2 separate regions of the Rattus norvegicus genome follow, and region 1 is linked to region 2. Evidence: chromatin contacts called from public Hi-C data. All regions are on one chromosome and are shown on one strand. Each heading gives the region's core, a stretch centred on a gene start, on an enhancer-like site or on the middle of the called end of the contact. The rest is flanking DNA. Distances are from core to core; before and after follow the strand shown. Region 1 has its middle 4.7 kb from the start of Bmper. Region 2 overlaps Bbs9 (Bardet-Biedl syndrome 9).

The links. Hi-C and Micro-C count contacts between places; a contact is called where the count stands out from the background.
Region 1: a contact with region 2 is called in a Hi-C map of the A7r5 cell line, with 2.7 times the contacts expected there. The contact joins two enhancer-like sites. A contact is called at or near these places in 7 of 12 Hi-C or Micro-C datasets (the A7r5 cell line, the Rat2 cell line, Schwann cells and 3 more).

Annotation. Positions count from the first base shown.
Region 1 is chr8:30,000,451-30,006,448 of GRCr8, forward strand. No RefSeq gene overlaps it. Among named protein-coding and RNA genes, the nearest start is that of Bmper, 4.7 kb to the right of the region's middle. Within about 2 kb of position 4,366, at least 2 of the 93 cell types and tissues checked have an H3K27ac peak or open chromatin away from gene starts, as enhancers often do. A contact at or near this core is called in the A7r5 cell line, where this site is marked.
Region 2 is chr8:29,544,495-29,550,467 of GRCr8, forward strand. All of the region lies in intron 19 of Bbs9 (Bardet-Biedl syndrome 9), which reads left to right. Among named protein-coding and RNA genes, the nearest start is that of Bbs9, 260 kb to the left of the region's middle. Within about 2 kb of position 4,022, at least 1 of the 93 cell types and tissues checked has an H3K27ac peak or open chromatin away from gene starts, as enhancers often do. A contact at or near this core is called in the A7r5 cell line, where this site is marked.

The sequences.
Region 1 (5,998 bases), core at 3,116-5,615, 460 kb after region 2:
TATCTCCAAGGTCTCATTTAAGGAACTTATCAGTGTAGTACAGAGCAACTGAGGACCAAAGGGGAAACCAATCTTTGATTAAGAAATACATGGCTGCCCAATTCAGAAGTCTTCATATACATGCTAATGAATAAATGTATCCTTTGCAAATAAATATAAGTATTAAAGTGATCACTGAAGAATTTCCTATAGCAGAACGAAGCTGGAAATCAAATGTTGTTAAGAAGAGCTATATCAACATCAGGAACATTACATGGTTATTAAGAAGGGCTGGAGAGATGGCTCAGTGGTTAAGAGCACTGACTGCTCTTCCAGAGATTCTGAGTTCAAATCCCAGCAACCACATGGTGGCTCACAACCATCTGTAATGGGATCTGATACCCTCTTCTGGTGTGTCTGAGGACAGCTACAGTGTACTTATATACTAAATAAATAAATAAATCTTTTAAAAAAGAGAGAAGTAACATTGTAACAACAACAAAACAAAAACAAAAACAAACAAACAAAAAACAGCCAAACCTTCAAATATGTGCATATGCTCTAGAGGCGGCTTGTCTGGTTTCTTCATTCTTGTGTGATCTCGGACAATGGTCTTATCTTTACTCAGATATAAAATGGCATGTCTATAGTTTCTGTTCTGTATGCTTGTTAAGTGGATTTAATAAAGAGATGTATACATACACACACACACACATGCACTAAAATATAAATATAAAAACTTTCCTTATTATTTTCTATCCCTAATTTTTGACTGCCTATGTGAATTTGATAACAAAGAAAATATTACATCAAGCTTATTATTTAAAAATTTAAAAATTCCGCTGGTCAGCGGTGGGTGGTTCATACCTTTAATTTCAGCATTCTGGAGACAGAGACAGGTTGATCTTTGAGTTATAGGATAGCCAGGGTTGCACAGATAAACCCTATCTCAAAAACAAAACAAAAATAATGTTTAAAAATTCTAAATTTGTGGTAAAATGCACATGGTTGTTATCCACATACATGTTAGTGGTGTTAGGTACATTAGTTATTACATTTCTGTGGAAACAAGCCTTCTTCATATATATATATAGTCATATATATATAGTCATATATATTGTATATATACACACAAAAATGTGTATGTGTGTGCTTGCGCATGTGCTCATGTGCATGCATTCATGCACAATGTATATGTAAATGTCCATGCCCACGTGCGTGCATGCAAAGGTCAGAGGTTGACGTCAAATATCTTCCATCACTGTCTCCTTATGTTTTGAGACAAGGTCTCTTGCTGAACCTGGGGACTGCCATTTTACCTAGACTGCTTGTCATCAAGTCTCCACAAACTGCCTGGTCAGCTATTGCAGAGCTGGGTTAGGGATGAGAGCTTCCACCCAGTTCTTAAAGTGGATGCTGAGCTCTGAACTCAGGTCCTTGGAACTTTTACTGCCCCATCTCCCCAGATCCAGGACACTTTTCATGGTGCAAAGATAGAAATATGATTCTTTTAATTTCAGAGTTCTTCATTTCTTTTATGCATATGAGTGTTTTGTCTCTCTGTCTGTTTATGCTCCTTAACTGTACCTGGTGTCCATGGAGGTCAGAAAGGGCTTTGGATTCCCTGGAAATAGAGTTACAAATGGACGTGAGCTACCATGCGAGTGGTGTTTATCAAAATTCAGGGTGCTCTGAAAGAACAGCCTAGTGCTCTTAACTTCTGAGCTATCTCTCTAGCCCTGAAAAGCTAGAATTCTATACACATTGATCTCTCCAAGATACTCCATGCCACAGACACTGCAGCTTCCATTGTGTGCCTGATTCTATGATTTTGCTCTTACAGGTGCCTCATGGGTGGGGCCAAACATGTTATTGGCAAGTTGGTTTCTTCTACTTACAATAATGTCTTGTGTTTTATCCACCTTGTAGCAAAAACAGAAATTTGTTTCTGTTTAAAACCTGTGTAGCATCCAATGGTATGCACACATAGTGTTGTACACATACAAGCTGTGTATAGGCTGTGTCATGCTCACTGTGTCACACACACTATGCTTTGTTTATTGTTCACCCGTTGCTTGACATTGGGTTTCTATCACCTCTTGGCCATTATAAATAACGACACCAGCACAGCTTTGCAAAGATCAAGACTATTTAAAATAAAGAGAACCAGTCTGAGGAGATGACACGGTGGGTAAGAAGGCTTGCTGACCAAGTATGATGGCTTGTTTTCACATTCCAGCACTCAAATGAAAAGCCAGGGTGTGTACCTGTGACCTAAGTGGGAGGGACAGAGTCAGGTGGATCATAGGAGCTGACTGCAAGCCTAGCTGAAAGATACTGAGGTGCAGGGGTACTGAGGAACCCCATCTCAGGAGAAGTAGTGATAGGGAAGGACTCCTGCTGTTTGGCCTTTACACACATGTACATGGGTGGCTCATTTGTACACGTGTTCATATGCACACACAAAGGCAAATAAATTACACTTAGAGTTTTCTTAAATTCCATGAAGTCTGGGTAAGTCATACAAAACACGTATACAGGACTGACTGCTGATTGGGTCTAGATTTGTTCTTTGGCTCTTTAAGGGTTAAAAGATAAGTAAATAGGTAAGGTACTGTTTAACAAGAGCTCTTCTTTGTCTTTGATATATATCAAATGTTTCAGAAGATTCTAGGTTTTAATATATTTTCCGAGGGGAAAAACTCCTAACTAATTAACAAAGATCAGAACATGGTAAATATGCATTTCCCCTCATTGGGGTGAGTTAGGGGTCAAGCCTACCTTACATTTATTTCATGGCATCAGAGTCTACTCTTTCCCTTGGGCATTTTCCCTGTCAACAGAAGATGGTTGTTGAAGTCCCAAGTACGTATCATAGTAGGATTCCAGTCATCAGCAGGAAGGACAGACAGGTGAACAAATCTGTCCTTTAATGGCTTTTTATATTGCTGTCTCGTTGGTTAGAAGTTAATTGTAGGAGCAGTATAAGTTACGGTGAGTAGTATGACTATAAGAAAGACTAAAAATGTGATCTTTATTGTTCATAACTCAGAAGCACTGCACAAATTACAGCTTCTATATTAAGGAAGAAGGGAAGAGCAGAAACTAAAAAATGGCCAGGAGTGGTGGTCTAAGTTTGCACACATTAAGTACCAATCCGGCGGCACACACCCCCAGTTGGCAATGTTGGGCCAAATTCTCTGTCTATAGCAGTGGCTGGAGATCGTGTTTTTCTCTCCTCTGTTGATGTTTACTACAAGGAAGATTGACAGGATGTAGTTAGTGAAGCCTAGACCAACAGGAGAAAGGTATTAGTTTGGTATCCTGATTCCCTGGGCTGGTCCTTAGTCTCTAGTCAATTCCTTACTTCTTCAAGGTGGAGCTATGGTTTTTGGTGTCAATAAGGCTTGCAAAGTAAGTTCCAGGTAAAAAGAAGAGTAGGAGGACCCTTGCTCAAAGCAAGTCCCTGATGTGGAACTATTTTAGGGGTTTAAAAAAAAATACAAGTCTTCGGATGACAGTAACTTTATTTTGTTTGCCAAACTGGTAGATGCGTGACCTTTCGTGGCACTGATTGAGCTCCCAGGCATTCCAGTGAGCAGGCACTGTGTGAGCAGCGTGTCTTTCTAGGTCATTTGTAACGAGGCTCCATTGCGCTGGAGGCAAAGGGGAACATGGGGGTTGAAATGGGTCAGGGCCAGGTGGTGAAGAAATAGCATTTATTACCATTATCGATTCTAATGGAAACAAAGCAATGGTTTTATTATTTCAGGCAATAGCTGTTTTTAAACATCTTAGTCTCCTCTTAAAGCGCTGCTTTGTCTGTGGACGTGCCGTGAAGGATGCAGTACCGAGGGCTACAAGATACGGGAAAGTGCCTTTGTGCAAAAGGATCGGGCTCAGGATCAAATAATTCAGTTTTAATCGCGCTCTTGCCATGGTCCCCACTGCTCCCATCTTTAATAAAACAGTAATTTCCAATGCATCTGATATTTGGGAGTGACAAGAAATGCTACTGCTATAATCTCCAGAACAACTCATGGCTGCCATGGATCCCAGCCACTCCGAAAGATGATAAACCAAGCACTCCAGCAGGCAACTTAGAAGTCGGCACAGTCCCTAAACACTGTAGTCTGGTGACCTAAGAATGAATTCACCGTTCAACTAGGAACCTCAGTAATGGGAGCGTCCATGGTTTTTATGGTGTCATACAACTCATGTATTTGGGACCGGTTCAGTTCCATAAATATTTGAGTAGCTATTGTGCCAGCTCTGTAACTTTACTTTGCATCATATCTGAAATATCCCATAGCCTTTTCCTGTAATTCCCATGACTCATAATCCAAGAAGGCAGAGCGCTTATAACGGGAAGTACCATGTTCAACAGCCAGCAGAAGCCTTCTACTGGGCTCTGCCTCTATTAAGTCCTGTGGCCCGGCTCCCCATACCGCTTCGCTTTTAGCCTTCTCACCCTTTGACCGCAGCGCCTCCTGGGTGTCAGGCAACTGCTCTGCCACTGAGTTAGTCTCACAGCCTAGCCTTTTCACTGTCAAGGTAATGAGGGAGGAGTCCATTGTATGCTCTCTGAGATCTTCAGTGCTAAAACAAAACAAAACAAAACAAAACAAAACATCTTGGCAGTAGCGTCTTCAACTTTTCCCTAGCAAGAATCAGATGGCTATCAATAGAGAGGTTGGGAAATAATAAATTGGCAGGCATAATCCATGCTGCCATCCCAAACCCTTTCAGAGACGTAAAAATGGTACCCTCCGACGTTACCGATATCCAGACCGTTGGCCATGCCTGCAAAAATAATCTGTCTCCTAAAGAAACGCACTCTGGGCTCTTTAATATTTTCCACAGTCTCCAAGTTTCCCTCATCAAATTAGGGCCTTTGTGGGCCGGTCCTTCATCTTCCTCAGTTTGCCCAGGTGGATGCCCTCTGTGAGTGCAGCCTTCTTACACGTAGGGACAATTAGTGTTTGTTGTCACAGTCTCTTCAGTTTGTCTCGGAGAGGTCTGTTTTCTCTGTTGTGGAGAGGACGAGCTGATTTCTGGAAGCAGCTGGGACCTTCTGAGTTGCACGCTCAGTGAATTTCTCAGTGGAAATTGGGGCTGCAGTTTGAGGGGTGTGGCACGCCTTAAGACATATCTCCTTTTACATGTGTCCACGTTATTTGCTTGTTGTGTGGAGCAAGAATGAGACTCTGTAGATCTGGGCCCAAGCTAGGCCCCGAGTGTGGGCCCCATGGCCTCCTTACCCACAATGTCAAAAGTCAAATCAAATATCCCTACCCCTCTTTTTTCCCCTCCTTTGGATTCCAGCCAAGATTATTTGTGACTTGGATAGATATCACTGTGCCATTTAGTTTAAATATGGAAGCAAACCTATATGCCTTTCAGTGGAGGTTGTCTCCTTGCCTCTTTCTTCTTTTCTTCCTTCCTTCCTTCCTTCCTTCCTTCCTTCCTTCCTTCCTTCCTTCCTTTCCTTCTTTCTTTTTCTCCTCTTTCCGCTCCTCCTCTTTCTCCTCTTCCTTCTCATCTTCTTCCTCCTCCTCTTCTTCACTGCCCTCTCTCTTTCCTTCCCCCTGACTGTCTTATTTGACCCTAGAATATCTCAGCTTGCCTTAGGGATCAGTTGGCACCTGAGAGAGTTTGCTACTCATGAGTAGCAACAATACCAATAGTTGCATGGGAGTTGGAGGAGTTCCTAATAAGGCTTTGCGGATAACCTGCTCTTTCTGAAGTGGAGGCCACTGTGAGCTGGCACACCAGAAGAGCCAAGTTTCCAGAGGCTTCTGTCCACCTTCTCATGCACAACTTCAAGGCTGGTGAATAGGTTTCTGGTTTTTCCCTAAGGGGAGAGTCTAGCCACCCATGGTAGAAATGCCACACACATTGAGTCTCAACCCCCTAAAATTAGTCATGCACATTGAGGAGACAGGGCAGAGGAGGCAAGTCGGAGGGACAGGCACGCTCTTCCGGTGTTTTGAAGTTTTGTAGTGGACATGTAGCGGAG
Region 2 (5,973 bases), core at 2,772-5,271:
CACACGAGAGAGATCTTTATGATTCCTAAATTCTTTTACCTGGATATTAGATTCCAGGGAAATCCTCCCTCCCATCCAAACTCGTTTGGGTGACTCCTCAGCCACCAAGCCACGCTCTGGAAGTCGTCGGTGTTTATGGACGGTATTTTCCCATCTTTTCTCTGACCTCATGCCTGTGAGCTAGGTAGACTCCTGATCACTGAGCTCCAGTCTCTGCTCCCACCTCTTACCTTATAGAGGTTTGTAAGAGGATCTGCCCTTGGTCGGTGAAAGCCTTGGCTTCCAAAGTCCCACAGTCAAACAGTCTTTACAGTCAAACACATCATATGGCTGCTAAATCCATTAGACAAGAGTCACCACAGTTCTCGGCAGTTGTGCGTCTGTTTGTGCCTTCGAGTCCAAGGCCTTTTTGGGAACCTATTGTCTGTCACGTTAGCTCAATACTTCTCATTTCGACATTCCAAGGTTTCCGAAGGGTAGGACTCCAATCTTTCCAATCTCAGCTCTTGTATCTCTAGAGACTATGATGGCCAAGAAAGTTTATCCTCTTAAGAGACCAAGACCTCACCCTTCAAGAAATGAGAGGACTAAATGACAGTGTCTGTCTCTTGTTTTCATTTGCTTTTAGTGAGAGACAGGATCTCTCACCATCCCAGAACTTGCCAAGTCTGCTGGGCTGGGGTCTCACCAGCCCCAGAGACTAACTCTGTCTGCCGCTGCAGCAACGCGTCCCAAATGTGTTGGAGGGACAGAATGGAGTGCTGTACATCTGACATTTCTTTAAAAGTAATTTTTGAATATTCTGATTACAAAAGTGTTGATCAATTGAGGTGACGAATAGTTTAGCTACCTTCATTTCCTCATTTCTTTGACATGTTAAAGTCACAGTACTTCTTGGACCCTCTGTACACTTGTAAGTAGAAGGGCAGTAAGGGGTGGACAGATTCTTACAGCGCACCCCTAGGTAAGAAAGAGCGTGTGCTGAGCAGACACCAGAGCTCGTCCTGATGCTTGATGTGTGTTGAGGTTTGGTCTGTTATATGCATTGTAATGCTAAATACTGGCCTTGGTCGCCTCAGGGACAAGAAAATTCACACACACACACACACACACACACACACACACACACACACACACACACGTAATGCTATATGACCTTGTTCCTTAATTTAAAGCTATTGGTTAAATAAAGATGCTGGTCACCTGTAGCTGGGCAGAAGAGAGTTAGGTGGGGTTTCTGTTCCTGGGCTTAAGGTGAGAGGCAGAGACTGTGAAGAAGGAGAGAAGAGGTGGAGAGTTGAGAAGAAGCCATGGGGTAGGTGAGTCATGAAAACATGGCCACGAGGGCCGGCCAATCGGAGTTAAGAAGCCCAGTTGGAACATAAGGAGCTATAGCTTGAGGTTATAGGTAGGGAAGTAGACATTGATAGTTTAGAGGGTAGATGTCTGCCCAGCTCTTGTACTTTAAAGGTTTATCATAAAAATAATGATTTTGTGTCTCTTTATCCGGGAACTCAACGATCAAAGGTGGAGTAGAAACTCCTGATTGAGATTAAAATTTTCCTACAAAAATGTGAGTTGGCTTGAGGGCCCCCATTCTGTGTGTGAACCGCTTAGCCAGGTCTGGCAACCTTCCTTCTTGTTCTCTTCCTTACTCCACTCCATAATACTTAGTAATTGTTTTGTGGGTAATGAAGCCCTGGATCACTGACTGTGTCCTCTCCACACACATCCAGGTCCAGTGTGTACATTGCTTCTTCCTTAGAGGGTTGACCTGTAAACAGCTACAAAAGTTAAGTCAGAGTTTTAATAAAAACGATTTTTCTTATTTTGAATGAATTTCTCTTGCCCTGATCAGAAAAGTCATGGTATCTATTAAGGCAGAGGCTAGCAGTCATTCACATGACGTATAATGCAATGGATTGTGAAACAGCCTCCGACGTTGGCATCTGAGCTATCAGGCCACACCCAGCTCTCCTTATTTCTTTAGAGAAGATTCCCTACACATCACCCTTTAAGTTAAAGGAGAATTGCGTTAAACTCTTAGTGAGCTAAGAACAGTATTTAACATTGTTTGTTAATTTGTTGTAATTTGGGACCAGAATGAAAAAAAAATTAAGAGTGACTTTGACAGGTCATTTATGTAGCTGGAAACCTCGTGTTAAGGATAAACAGGCTGGCAGGCACTTAGTTAGGAATCAGGTGAGAGTATGTAGAACGTTGAATTTAGGTTGTGCTCAGGAGAGTGGCCCACAGAAGAAATTTAAAATGTTCCTTTTTTCTTGCCTTCTATACTTTGAGTATAAAGCAGACTGTATATATGCATATGGGAATAATTAAATACAGAGATGCAGTGGGTCGTTAGCCAGAAAGGATGCCTGGAATATGTGGATAAGCTTGGATATTTGTTTAATGTTAATTGGAATATTGGTTTTCAGTTAAAGATGCCAAATCTTTAGGAAAGTAATTGGATTTAGCTTCCTATTTAGCAAACTACTTCAAATCCCTGAAGTGTTCCACATCCGAAACCAATTTTTCTTGATTGTATCAAGTCTACTCATAAGCAGAACAAGGGTTGACATAGGCTTTTAATATTTAGAGTATTTCTTGACAAAGCTTCAGCAGGGTCGCCTGTCCCAGCCCTCCTGGTCAGACACACTGTACTCTCCAGGGTTAGTGCGTAAACCTGTCCTGCAATAAGCTATGCATTCTCTCCTCCTACACAGTGTGTCTGAAGTGAGCTGCTAGCCATTTCCCATGAAACAATACAAAACAATGTATTAGTTCTAGTACATTCCGTATACGTTTCTTATGATCTTGTGTGTGTGGACTTAACTTCTTCAGATATATATATATATGTATATATGTATATATGTATTAGGAAATACATTTTGTGGTGTTTTAAAGTGGCTTTTGAGTCTTGACAGTCTCCAGATGTTTAGGCGATAGACGTTTGGGGTTAGTAAGCAAAATGCCTCATAAAAACAGAGCATTCTGTCATTGAGAGGCAGTTAATTCAGTGGCAGGTTAAGTAAGCACTCTAGTAAAGACTCACTGGAGAGCTAGTATCAGTAAAATCCTTTGCAGTTGGAAAAGGCATGAAGAGGTATTCGTTAAGATGGTTTTAGCCTCAAAGAGCATGGCTTTTTTTTTTTTTTTTTTTCTCGGAGCTGGGGACCGAACCCAGGCCCTTGTGATTGCTAGGCAAGCGCTCTACCACTGAGCTAAATCCCCAACCCCAGAGCATGGCTTTTTAATGTAGATGATAATTAGGGAAATAGGCCCACGTTTTCTTCTGGTCTAATCTTTTATCACTGAATATGATTACTTAAGAATTCAAAAGATAGTATGACACATGCCAAATGAAATACGAGATTGCTAAAATAAATGCATTTCAATCATCTGAGTGGTATCAGTAGTGACTGTGGTGGTTTGAAAATAAATGTCCCCTACAGGCTCTGATGTTTGGACATTTTTGTCCCCACTGGGCGGCACTGTTTGGTGAAGGTTAGGAGACGTGGCCTTCCTGATGGTAATAACTATGTCATTGAGAACAAACTCTGAGAGCGTGAGGTATTACCCACTTCTCCTTTGCTCTCTCTCTGCTTCCCACTCCAAGGTGAGCTCTGGGTTTCCTGTCCCTGCCTCCCTGTGTGTGGTTTGTAGCTGTGCCTGTGCTCTGCTGTGCTGGCCTCATCTCCCTCTGGAGCCGTGAGCCTTACATTGGTTACCTTGCTCATGACGTTTTATCACTGTGACAGAGAAGTAAGCACCACGGTGACTGACGGGAGCTCTGTAGATTAACAACGTGTCGTTCCTTGGGTTTGTCTGTCTGTCTGTTACTAGGACCTGTCTCGATAGAAGAGTTGATAGCCTTGCTTCTGGGTCATGTTTCTTCTAGGACCTCAAATTCTTTAGCAAACAACCACTGCCTATTTCAGTTGACATAGATTTCTTTCAGTCTGTTTGTGGTCTGTCTCTGGTTAAGAGTAACTGCTAGCCATGGTGTCTGGAGTCTAGCACAGAGCTTGGAGGGCCGTTCCCCAAATGATGGAGATACTCACCACGGGTTTGTGGGACTCACTGGCTCTTCCAAGGGAAGTTGGCATTTTCTCTGGGAGCTTCTGGAGGTTTACCTTCCATTCCTGCCAACCATTTTCTCTGGGGCAAGACAATTATTTTGCTAATGAGACATGCACTCTCCTTCACAAGTGGCCTACCTCTGTTTATTGTTCCCACTCCTAGAACCAAGCAGTCACTGTAGGAAATGTGGGCAGTCTTCCGCCGCTGTGACTGCATTTTAACTATCAAGTTATTTTAGCACTCTGTTCTGTCACTGTGGAATTTTTATGATCCCTTCGTGCTCACAAAGTAATTATCTTGAAACAAGAATAGGTCCCATCATGTGTCCCGTGTTAAGGAATTTAGAGACATTTGAGAACTTTACACTTGTCTCATTTGAGATAAATGATTTGCTACATAGCAATTAGGTTTACATTTATTTTTCTAAGCACATTTTCCCATGAGTGTCCTAATCAGAGGACTAGACACAGTGTTATTAAGTTTTCTAAAACAGAAATTGTTTAAGAGCTGCTAACAGTTGATATTATTCAGTAGGCAATCCATATCAAGCACCTAGAAAGAAAAAGTAAGTTTTTCAATGAATTATTGTTTCTGCATACTTCATTATCAACACTAGGCACTGGGTTAACGGACACTGCCTATGGCCTGCAGTCACCTGCTAGTTGAGCTAAGACAGTTTCCAGAGTTAAGGAGTGGGGAGCCCAGCATTTCTAAAGCTCTTGATGCCTTCAAACACTGTGCTCAGCCATTTTAACTTTCTCTTTCCCCCTAGGTAGAGAATACTTGGTGAGTAAAAAATAATGATTTAATCATTTCATTATTTTGAGTTAAACTGAAGCCAACTCTGGTGACACATTTCTTTATAATCGCAGCACTCAGGTAATTGAGGCAGGAGGATTGCAAGGTTGAAGCCTCACTGAGCTGTACAGTGAGATACCGTCATTAAGAAAATTATTTCTTGTCTTCGGCTGGGCTTGCATTTGGTTTGATCTTGGTGTACCTTGGTTTTGAGTTACATTGTCAAGTCGTTTGCTGTGTTCTTTCTGGCTTTTAATGTCAGCGCTTAACGCTCTAATTTCCCCTCACAGAATGGCTTTCAGTGTGTCCCAGAGGCTTTGGTATGTGGTGTTTTAATTCTTGTTTAGTTCCAGAGTATTTTTTTTTATTCTTGATTTCTTCATCGACTTATTCATCATTCAGTACTGTCATTGTTTGATCTTCATGGGTTGGTATATTACAGGGATTCTTTCACTGTTAATTTTAAGTTTATTGCACCGTGGTCCAATAGAGCACACGAAGTTGTTTAAATATCTTTGAATTTGTGAAGGTGTGTTTTTGTCACAGGATGTGGTCTATTTTAAAAAGCTTCAATGTGCTTCTGAGTAGAGTGTTTATTCTTTGGTGTTTTGATGGAATATTCTATAGGTAATGTATTAAGCCCATTTGATGTGTGGTGTCAGCTAGATTTGATGCTTCTCAGTTTATTTTTGTCCAGGTGGCCTGTCTGTTGGAGAAAGGTAGGGATTGAAATCAGCCACTCTTCGTGGGTGGGGGTGATTTTACTCAGTTCTCGAGCCTTGGTTTGTCTTCATCCTCTCCACCAGTCCTATGCTTACGTCGCCCTGGATATCACTCCAGGCATTTATCCTCCTTGTTTTAGTTCCTGTCCTATTGTCGTGAAGAGACACCGTGACTAAGACAACCAATAGAAGAGAACGTTTAATTACAGGTTTGCTTACAGCCTCAGAGAGTCAGTCCGTCATCACGGCAGGCAGTGTGCTGCATGCAGGCAAGCGGTGATGGTGCCGGAGGAGTAACTGAGGGCCTTACATCCTGATCACAGGCAGCAAGCACAGAGAGAGACACTGATCTGGGCATGCATGGGCTCTT